Linked DNA regions of Mus musculus: region 2 is linked to region 1. Evidence: chromatin contacts called from public HiChIP or PLAC-seq data. All regions are on one chromosome and are shown on one strand. Each heading gives the region's core, a stretch centred on a gene start, on an enhancer-like site or on the middle of the called end of the contact. The rest is flanking DNA. Distances are from core to core; before and after follow the strand shown.

What was found. HiChIP or PLAC-seq counts read pairs in DNA pulled down with a chosen protein or histone mark.
Region 2: an H3K27ac HiChIP or PLAC-seq map of heart atrium shows a contact between it and region 1, with 8 times the contacts expected there. The contact joins two enhancer-like sites. A contact is called at or near these places in 2 of 15 datasets of contacts at CTCF or cohesin (embryonic stem cells and large pre-B cells), 7 of 484 Hi-C or Micro-C datasets (cerebral cortex, embryonic stem cells and muscle stem cells), 4 of 115 datasets of contacts at active chromatin or transcription factors (embryonic basal ganglia, embryonic stem cells, heart atrium and 1 more) and 1 of 9 other capture datasets (embryonic stem cells).

Annotation. Positions count from the first base shown.
Region 1 is chr4:11,631,611-11,637,005 of GRCm38.p6, reverse strand. No RefSeq gene overlaps it. Among named protein-coding and RNA genes, the nearest start is that of Gm11832, 19 kb to the right of the region's middle. Within about 2 kb of position 3,380, at least 59 of the 459 cell types and tissues checked have an H3K27ac peak or open chromatin away from gene starts, as enhancers often do. A contact at or near this core is called in heart atrium, where this site is marked.
Region 2 is chr4:11,886,550-11,891,944 of GRCm38.p6, reverse strand. No RefSeq gene overlaps it. Among named protein-coding and RNA genes, the nearest start is that of Pdp1, 77 kb to the left of the region's middle. Within about 2 kb of position 2,549, at least 11 of the 459 cell types and tissues checked have an H3K27ac peak or open chromatin away from gene starts, as enhancers often do. A contact at or near this core is called in heart atrium, where this site is marked.

The DNA of each region.
Region 1 (5,395 bases), core at 2,131-4,630:
GGTTAAATATATGTGTCCAAACTCACATTCTGATAATGTGCTAGACATTAAAGAAGACTATGAAGAATGACAGGAACACAGTGTCCCTTCTCCATTTGGGAAGCCTTTAAGTGTTAATCTTAAAACAAAGGAGTGCTAGGGCCAACCATATGGCTCCGTAGCTAAAGGTGCTTGCCAATAAGTCTGAAGATCCAAGTTCAATGCCTGGCCCCACATGATGGAAAAACAGAAGTGACTCCCACAAGCTGTCTTCTGACTTCCACACAGTCACTGTGGCACAAATGCACATGGACACACAAACATGTACATACATGTACATGCACATTCAAAATAAATGCTTAGAAAAAAGAATAGTAAAAATGAGTGGCCCAATATACCCAACTTAAAAGTTTTTAAAGAACAGTATTACAACAAACCTAAAGAAATATAAAGAATGAAAACATAAAAATCACAGAAATCAATAAACCAGAAAATAACAATTAACCAACAAAACCAAATGTTGAATGGAAACATGGGGGGGGGGGCGGGGGTAAGCCTGGTGAAACAGACTCTGGGAATTATTATCCTGAGATAAATAGAAGTGACTTGAAAGAAGACAATAAGGGGCTGGTGAGATGGCTCAGTGGGTAAGAGCACCCGACTGCTCTTCTGAAGGTCCAGAGTTCAAATCCCAGCAACCACATGGTGGCTCACAACCATCCCTAGCGAGATCTGACTCCCTCTTCTGGAGTGTCTGAAGACAGCTACAGTGTACTTACATATAATAAATAAATAAATCTTTAAAAAAAAAAAAGAAGACAATAAAATAGAAAAGCATTCTGAAACCAAAAATTTTTTGTAATACAAAAAGTGAAACCCTTAGGGGAAAACTGAATTTAAATTTTCTGTGCATCCAGATGTAGCAGAGGTGCAGCTTGGTCCTAATGTGGGCACTGAACAACTGGAGCGGGGGGTGGGGGGGCCTTTGGGTCTCAAACAACCGGAGTGGGGGCTATCCCACAAGTTGTTGCCTGTCTATGGGTATGTTCCTCTAACCTAGCTGCCTTGTCTGGACTCAGTGGGAGAGGATGTGCCTAGCCTCATGGGGACTTGATGTGTCACAGGAAGGGGGGACTTCCCAGGGGCGCCCCACCCACTCAGAAGAGAAGAGAAGGGAAGAGGGAGGGATTATGGGAGGAGTGGCCAGGAGGGGGGAGTAAGTGGGATGTGAAATGAATAAATAAAAATAATAACAATTTTTTTTAAAAAATTTAAATTTCTGTGTGTCACCCCACATACTACAACACTAACGTATAGAAGAAAGACTGGTGCATTAGAGCCATGTCAGACATGGGGGCAACCAGCTGCTCTCTGATTAGATAAGAGTCCTGCTCCCCTGGAAGGGTTTCATAGCTGGTACTGAAAACCTTGTCAAAATCCTATGACGGGGGAGGTCACAGGCCCTGTGAGGAACCTAATAGTAATTGTTCTGCTTAAACAGTCAAACTGTCAAACCGCATTCTCAATGTTGGTGTTTAAACCATAGATTTGTGTTGAAACACTGAAAGTGTTTGTCAGAGAAGCTCCTTTTAGCTGGGTGACGGTTAATGCATACCTATAATATGTCCAAGGGCCAAGTATAAATAGCTGAGTGTTCAGCTGTGGATGGATCACATATTAGCATCTAGGTGCCAAGGCTCGGGGAAACTTGCAGAAGAGGAGGTAGAAAGAGTGTAAGGGCCAGAAGACGAGGAGCTCTGTGAAATGACAATTTGTGTCCAAGGCACGGCTGTGGCATGGAGCTGCGTTAGTTGCAGAAGACCTGCACGTGATCAAGCCAGTCAAACTTTCAGTACTGGGGGGAAGGGAGCATGCCAGAGAGATAGCCCAGCAGTTAAGAGCATTGTCTGCTCTCGCAGAGAATCTGACTTCAAGTCCCAGCACCCACATCCTGGTTCACAACTACCTGTAGCTTTAGTTACAAAGGATCCAATACCTCTTCTGGCCTCTGTGGGCACCAGGCATGCTAGTGATGCCCAGGCATATATGCAAGCAAAATACCCACATACATAAAATACAATTTTTAATTAAAAATGAATAAAAATTCTAGCATGCATCAGAAAGGGACCTAGAGACTCCACCCCATCAGAGAAGTAATCGGTAGCTACAGGGAAAGAGAGTCCCTCTTCTTTGGGGACGAGGCCACTAGGAGGTGCTGATGCTGCAGTGGAAGACTGCATACCTATCTGTACATGGGCAGCATGAGCTGAGTGCTGGGGGATATTAATTTTACAAAATTGAAAAAAAAAAGAGAGGACATGAAGATGGGAGGAAGATGAGGAGCACTAGAGATAGCTGAAGGGACACAGTGGTGAATCATAGAACAGGAAAACCTACTGCCACCAGGTGTCTTTTGACATCCAGACACATGCCATGGCATGCATGTGAGCACACACACACACACTCTTCAGCACACTCACACACACACACACACACACACACACACACACACACACTCTTCAGCATGAATGGGGGTGATAAGTTCATTGCTCTATTCTTCAGGATGGTAATACTTTCTGAAGGAGGGACAGGATACACTCCCACATTTGTTATATCTTATTTCTGAATAAATAAAAGACGTGAAGCAAGTACTATATGATGCTCTGTTTTAGAACATGGTAGGTGTGCAGCTTAGAGAGGAGATTCTAGTGGCCTTTGATCTGGCCTTAGAAAGTAATTGGCCTTACAACAGAACAACAGGAGAACAGTGTAAATGCATTAACATTTAACATGAGAAGCCCTTCACGTGAGGATGTGAAGACTCACCAGCACAGTCAAGAGATGAGCACGGTTGTGCCGAGTGGAACAAGTAATAAACACCACAAGACAGAGGGGCTGGGCAGTGGGTGTCATAAGTAGAAACAGAGGTGAGTTAGTGAGGTCTGTTTGCACATGTTACATGTCTTCACGTTCTGTCCTTGCTGACAAGAGTGATGTGTTCTGTCCCAGGCAAAGTGTCCCACACCTGTAATCCCAGCCCTTGTGAGGATGAAGTCAGTCTACTGTACAGACCAAGTTCCAGGTGACCCAGGTCTACTACACCACCCTGTCCACTCCTCCTCCCACAGAGGACAACACTCTTCCTTCTGCCATCAGGAGGAAGTCTTTCACAAGGGAGTTTTAACAACACTTTTAAGATCCAGAGCAAAGGTTAAAGTGACGTCGTCACACCTGTTTCTCATGTGCCTTTAACTCAGAATGGCCAGTGTGCCATTGTGACATATAGGGAAACAGACGGCAGTCTAATGATGATGTTGTTGATAAAGGAGGATGTGTGAACAAATACATACAGCCAAGAAGTGTAGGCAGGAGCAACAGAGGGTTGCTAGGCAACAGAGGGTTGCTAGTCGCCATCACTAATGGTGCATGCTTTACAGAGCCTTGATAGAAGAATGAGCAGGCCTGCTTTTGTCAGCTGCAATTTGAACACAATTTACTCCTATTTATAGATATTCCCCAGCTTAGGAGTCCTTAAAGTTCTCCACACAGGCACCAGTTGATGAGCTCTGCCTCTGTGGGGCTCCAATAAAAAGATCTTTATGGTCAGTGGCCATGGGGTGGCTGACAACCGGGCAGCTTGAGTCAGCGCCCTAGGAGGAGCATGTGACCACAGTGCTGCAGAAAGGAGAGTGTTGGATCCTTGGCTTAGGGATTGCTTCCAAGGGAGACCTGGAAAGCCTTTCTGAGAGGTCGTGGGCCAGAGCCAATCAGATCTTCAGAACACTCAACAACACTCAGGGGAGATAAATATAGTTTTGAGCCCTGCAGAGGACCCCACCCTTATCTAAATTTGAATTTCAAATTGTTTGGCAAAAGCTAGCCAGGACTTGCTTGTGTTCCTAGGTTTCTATGGATATTATCTGTGTTACACAGGACACCCTAAATATCAGCTAGAATTTCACTTTTTATTCACTGGAGGTAAAATATAACATCACCTAACTTGTACAGCAAATCTGAGAACACAAAATTACCTCATCAGCACTTAAAGCAGAGAGGTTTTGAGTTGTGAGTGGTATCTTTTGGGTATGTCCAGTTAACAGGCCTATTCACCAAAGGAAATAAATCGACAAATCAGACTCCATGAAAAGGTCTAAAATTTGTGTGTAGAAAGGCAATTTCACCAGAGTAAAAGGGCAATCCACAGAATGGAAGGAAACTTGGAAATCGTATAATCTGATGAGAGTTTAGTGTCAAGAATGTATAGCGAACTAAAGCTCAACAAAAATACACACTAAGGAAGGCCATGTCAAGCTGTGGACATGGGCCTCCATTCCACAGCAAAAGGCTCAAGTCAAGACTAAGGCCAATGTAAAGAGATACCAACTGAAATGTATAGGACAGACATACGTGCAGGAAAAACAGTGCATATCTGCAACACACTACAGCAAAATGTTTTTTGTGGGTTTTTTTTTTTTTTTTTTTTTTTTGGTTGGTTGGTTGGTTGGTTGGTTGGTTGGTTGGTTGGTTGGGACTTTTTTAGTTTTTCCCCCCAATGGTATGTTTCTCCTTTTTTGTTGTTTTTATTTTTATTTTTTGTTTTCTTTGGGGGGATGCAAGGGCAGAAGGCAGAAGGAATAGGGGGAAATGAGTATAATTGGGGCACATGATGTAAAATTCACAATTAATCAATAAAAAATAAGCAAAAAGCTTTTTGCCAAACAGTTTAAAAGAATTAAAAAAAAAAAAAGCCAGGTGTCTTTAAGCCCAGCACTTGGGAGGCAGAGACAGGTGGGATCTCCAGGTTCGAGGCCAGCCTGGTCTACAGAGTGAGTAGTGAGTTCAGGTTATAGGACAGCCAGGGCTACACAGAGAAACCCTGTCTTGAAAACCACACACACACACACACACACACACAAGCGAAGGGATCAGACAATGTCTTCTGGCCTTCGGGGGCCTTACATACATTCACAAAACACTCATATACATAAAATCAATATATGAATAAAATTGGAATAATTTAAACACTCCTTAAGAACAGACAAATCAATAGTAATTTTTAAAAGCGCCTTTTCCAGCCTTGATTGTGATGGTGTGTGCCTGATCTTCCTGCAGCTTGTTATGCCATGTTTGGTTGATGTCCGCTGGAAGGCCTGCTCTTTTCTGAGAGGTGATATCTGGGGGAAAGGGGCAGCAGGGGGAGAGGCTGAGGGTAGGGAAAGGAGGGGAAACTGCAGTTGGGATGTAAAATATGAGAGAAGAATAAAAAAGAGAAAACTGTAGAGATAATTGTTACTACTTGTCGCCATTGTCCAGCAGTGGGTAAGAATAGATTCTGTAAGTGTTGATATGACTGGGTGATCGTTCTTAAAACAGTGATTCCTAACTCATTCCTCACATCAAAATTACAGAAAACAGA
Region 2 (5,395 bases), core at 1,300-3,799, 260 kb before region 1:
ATTTTGTGTACGTAGATGTTTTGCCTGCATGCTTGTAAGTGTACTGCATAAGTAACCAGTGCCTGAGGAGAGCAGAGAGGGCACTGGATCTCCTTGAACTAGATTGACAGACAGTTGTGAGCTGCTGTGTGTGCTGGGAACCTGGCTGAGGTCCTCTGGAAAAGCAGCCAGTGCTCTTAACTGCCAAGCCACCTCTCTACTACCACCCCCCACACCTTACTTAAAAGTTTAGGACTACTCCCCAGAGAGTTCCAGATGCTTATACTAGAACTGGGTGGGTGGGAGGCCTCACTGTCACTGTCTGATCCTTTTATCCACTAAGCTTGGCAGTTACATAAAGAGTTCAGAATAGTATAAATTAAAATCTTTTGTAAAGCCTTTCTGTTATGTTTCTCAAATGAAACAGAGAGATACAAAAATAATTTTTGTCCCGGTTGTGACATTCCTTACTAACAAGGCAAATGAATAAATCTACCCTTGAACAAAGCAAAAAGCCCCAGCTGGAATATAAATAGATACAGATGTTTATGACAGTTCCCCAGCCAGTTTAATTAACTTCACAAGTCAGCTGCCAGTTCTAAGTCAACTGCTTTGACACTTTCCATCTTCCACAGTTACTTCTTTTAAAGGGCTAGGTTGGATTTTTAATTCTACTTCAATGTTGATTTGCAAAGTTAGTTCATAAACTCAGATCAAAATATCAGTCTGTTTTTAAAAACTTGCAGATCTGGGATGGGAATATAACTCAGTGGCTTGCTGTGTCCAAGGACCTGGGTTTGATCCCCAACAGCACTGTATTTTCTTTTGTAAATTAAGCTTTGAAAAAGATTATTCAGTCTACAACTGAATTATATATGAGAGCAAAAGTTATAGTATTTGTATCATCTTCAAATCCCTTGATATTTTTAGGCCGTTCTCTGATTTTTAAAATTATTTTGTCTCCCAATTCCCCTATATGATTTCTTCATATAGTTTACAATGTTTGAGTATGACCTCATTCTAAGAAAGGTGTTGAGGAAATTAATGGAACCTTACACCATGGTTTGATATTTCCATATACTCAAGACTCAGTTTTCCATGGTTCTCTAGTCATTTTTATTTTTATCACGTAGGGTTCTGTTACTGCACAAATATTTGTCATCTAACACACAAATCTGAATTTTCAATGTTTCCTAGTTGATCTCCTCAAAACTCCAGGTAAACAGCAAGCTCAACCCACCTTCCCTGAGCTGTGTGTCACTCGAGCTGCAAACACTGAAGGTATGTGCCAATGCTTTTGTGAACCCTTGATTAGATGTTACTCAGTGCAGCTTAGCACTTACTTAAGCAGAAATATCAAAAGCCAGACATGTCCCACCAGGATTTATAAGACACTTAATTGGAAGTGACTGGAATCATATGCTATGCTATTTGAACTAGGGTTGTCTTATTGATTTGAGGCGTAGACTGTCTGTATTCTTATTGATTTGATTGATGCTAGACACACTGTGGATGAATAACTTTTCATTAGAATGTCCTTACATATTTTGTAGAGGGGTTTTGGCTTTTCTCACTGTGGTGTTTCCAAATTTAAGTTCTGAACTACGCTATTCGCTTGCCATTTTGCAAAAGCTTAATCCCTCGCCTCAGTTTTTCTCCCTGTCCTCATGAACCCCACAATAAGCTTTCTGCCTGACACAATCCTGTACAGCTTTCAAGGCCCAGTTCAAAAGCAGTCAAGCCTGTGCTATCCACCTTTCTGCTAACCCAAATTCCCTCCGTGATCCCACAGTATGATCCCCGTATGACCACAACTAAATCATAGTTGCTTACACACAGACCTTTCACTCTCATTAAACACAAGCACTCTTGAAAAGGAGGACACCGTTCTCGTTTCTCTATTTCCATACAGTGCTTGGTCCAGACCAGACAATGGAGTAATGACGAAGGAATAAATGAACAGATGTTAAAGGCTCCTTGTGACCTTAGCTGTGTTCCTCGGTCTCTTTACTTCCATATCTCTCTCTCTCTCTCTCTCTCTCTCTCTCTCTCTCTCTCTCTCTCTCTCTCTCTCTCTGTGTGTGTGTGTGTGTGTGTGTGTGTGTGTGTGTGTGTCTGTCTGTCTGTCTGACTGACTGACTGACTGTGTTTCAACTCTGTGTAATGCTAGGAGCTAGAGATGTGTCTCTTCTACCAGATCAATGTGAATGACTTTTGCAAATTGCCCATGAATGCCTTCTTCAGAATTACCTTCTAAAACAGGGCTAGGCAAAGCTTTCAAGAATTTATCATTTGATATGAACTTCGAAGTGTGGCTGCTTAATGGTCTGAGGTCCGTGGTTCCTTGTTAAATACATAAGGACTCTTGTTACTCCAGCCAGGACATACCTCTTCTGAGCTCTGGGTTGCATACATTACTGCTGGAAGCACCAGACCCTAGCAGCAGCCTGTACATTTCCAGTTGTAAATACTCTATCACTGCAATGATGTTTCATGGCAACACGCTGCTCGTGGCAACAAAGTTACACACTGTTCAGCCTTGCCAGGCACGAGGCACTGCTGAGAAGCTGCCAAAACATCAGAGTGCAGACTGAAGTGTGCCATCCAGAGACTCGACATGTGCAGACAGACTCATGGAAACAGGTGGCCCGATGGAAGAGGAAGGCCTGATTTGGGGTTTTAAATTTATAAATTCAACAACACAATTCTAGTTCAGCCCTGGCACACCAGACCTTGTGATCTTGCATTCCTTTAATTGGCGGTGCCTCTTGTCAACAGTCTGTGATGGGCATTGCCTCTGATCAAATATTGTGACTAGACACTGAGACAACAGCCTTGCCTGTTTCAGTTTTTCTTACATTTGTCTGTGTTTTGGGTTGATGCTTCAGCCACTCACTGCTGAATTTTTTTGTGATAAGATAATAATAGACAGTGGGCTATATGTGACTTATTATGATAATGCTACAATTTTCACACTAATTAATGTGTAGAGGCTTATCCAAGAAGAAGCTTCCAGAAAGGCAGACTCAAGTATGTCTGAAGAATGCACAAATGTCTCACCAAGCCAGTGAACCAGGGGACAATGACGATGCCTTCATCTGTGGCTCTCTAGAAAACGGAACGATAATACATAGATGTTAAGTCAATGGCTCAAACTTTAGGCCCACCATTTACTGTATGTGTGGCTAAAAACAAATTATTTAAGATGATTGAGCCTTACTGCCTTCGTGTGTGAACAGAAACAAAATCAAGTCGCAAGGTTGCTGGGCTACTGGAAGTAATAGAGTAATTACATTTTACTCATAAGGGGGCTGACAAAGAGCAAATATTTAAACTGTCACCTTAAAGGAATTGCATCGCTAAAAACCAGCGTTGCTCATGGAGACCACCTCTATGTGGTAGAATACTTCAAAACAGAACATATGGGGATAAGGGAGGTGCTCCATTTGAGGATACTGGTGAGAGTCATCTACGTCTATGCTCGAAGTAAACACAAGTGCTCTGAACTTTAGGAGTCTAGACTGTCGGACAGAATCAAGACAAGGTGTCAGCTTCTATCTGGACACCCTGGAAGGCCTGCAGTTCTCATCTTACAGGAGAAGATGTCCACAGCTTTGTAACACTATATCATCCCAGGTTGGTCTGTTGGAAGCTCTATTATACACATGTCCTTACTTGCAGGGTGAATCTTCAGATGGGGCTTCTTCTAAATGCAGCATTTGAGGGACCACTTAGAGCCTCACAGTATAAAGAGCACGCTGATGTTGCCTGAGATTGACCGAACACCAGAAGATGAAGCATAGAACAAAGCAGACTGTAGACAGTCCATCAGGAAGCCACAGACAGAGGCAGGGTTCATGTTCCATAAGGATGAGAGGTCCTTTTTGAAGTGGGAGCAGAACTGAGAAATTGTAGGTAATAGATTTGACAGGAGTGTGCGTCACTCGTGAGACAGGATGCATTAAGTATGGCTTTCACATTTTGCCTAGCATGTGTCATACGGCCATATGAATCATGTTAAGGTGTTTCAAATTTGCACCTTAAAATTTGGTTGTTTATGACTCAACAATTGAAGTGGCCTTTTTTTAAATGTGACTGAATCATAGACTCAGGGATGGGAATTGGACCACCCACTCACTGTCTACGCTTTCAAGGTAACTGGGTGAGATGTCACCACTCCAGCCCGTCATTTCCTGCACTTAACCCCCACCTCATATTTCCCTTTATTTATATTTCATTCTGTCTGTCTCTCCCCACTGGGATCTGAGCTTATAGAAAGCAAGGATAGAGGTCTATTCTCTGCTCTGTGGTCTAGCTCTCAGAATACTTCCAGGCAGAGCAGGTGCTCAGTAAATAATAGACAATTAAGTGGCATTTATGGCCATGGTTTCCTGGCAACAGGCACGAGGAGGAGCTACAGAAGCCAAGCCTTAGACAAAGGAATGGGTGCAGTGGAGGTTTCCCAACTTCTAGGCAGGGCACTGTATCCACAGAGAACACAAATAGATCACATGGGAGAAGCAGGGCAAGGCTTGGGGGAGATGAAGAAAAGCCCATAAACTGCAAATTCCCTCCTCCATCTTGGGTTCTGCATTTCAGTCGCTGGCCATTTCTCCTTCCTTTGGACTATGTTGAAATCCACCTGTTGTAGAATTATCCTATTTCAAGAGCACAACTGAGTATCATTTCACTCCTTCACATTATTATGCAGCCACCCATGTCCCAGTTCCAAACATTCTATCACCCTTACAAGGAAGGTTTGTTCCTATTCAACAATGGGTCCATAATCCCAACCCCACTTTAACTCTTGGTAACAGCTAGTCTGTTCTGTTTCTATAGATCTCTCTATTCTGAATTTCAATATTAACAATATCATATTCAAAGTATGGCCTTTTATATGTGGAGTCTTTGATTAAGCATGCTTTTGAGGTTCTCCTGGGCTGTAGCATATATCAGACTGTTAGTCCTTTTAAAGAATAAATAGCATCCAACTTATACAATCATATCAATTTGTCTATCTATTCACTAGGGATTGGATCCTTGTTTTGTCCACCTTTGCACTAATGTGACATCTCCATTACAAACATTTGTGTATGATGTGAGTGGCTCCTGTTTCAATTCTGTTGGTTATAGACTTGAAGTAAAATCACTATTTTTTGTGTGTGTTCCTCTCAGCGATGTTTCTGCTTGAGCCCCAGGGACTCTGTCAATCGGCTCACAGAGAAAACCTATGGCACCTTTTAAACATACACAAAAATAATTAAGGTCACTAATATATACCACACTACATAGCCAAAGCTAAGGAAATGGGCTTCTGCAGGAGGGGGAACACTGAGCTGAGCACTCCCCATATTCCCATTCTGCACAGGAGGGAATCAATTCCATCCTCAAATGGACTGGGCTGTGGTGAGTATGC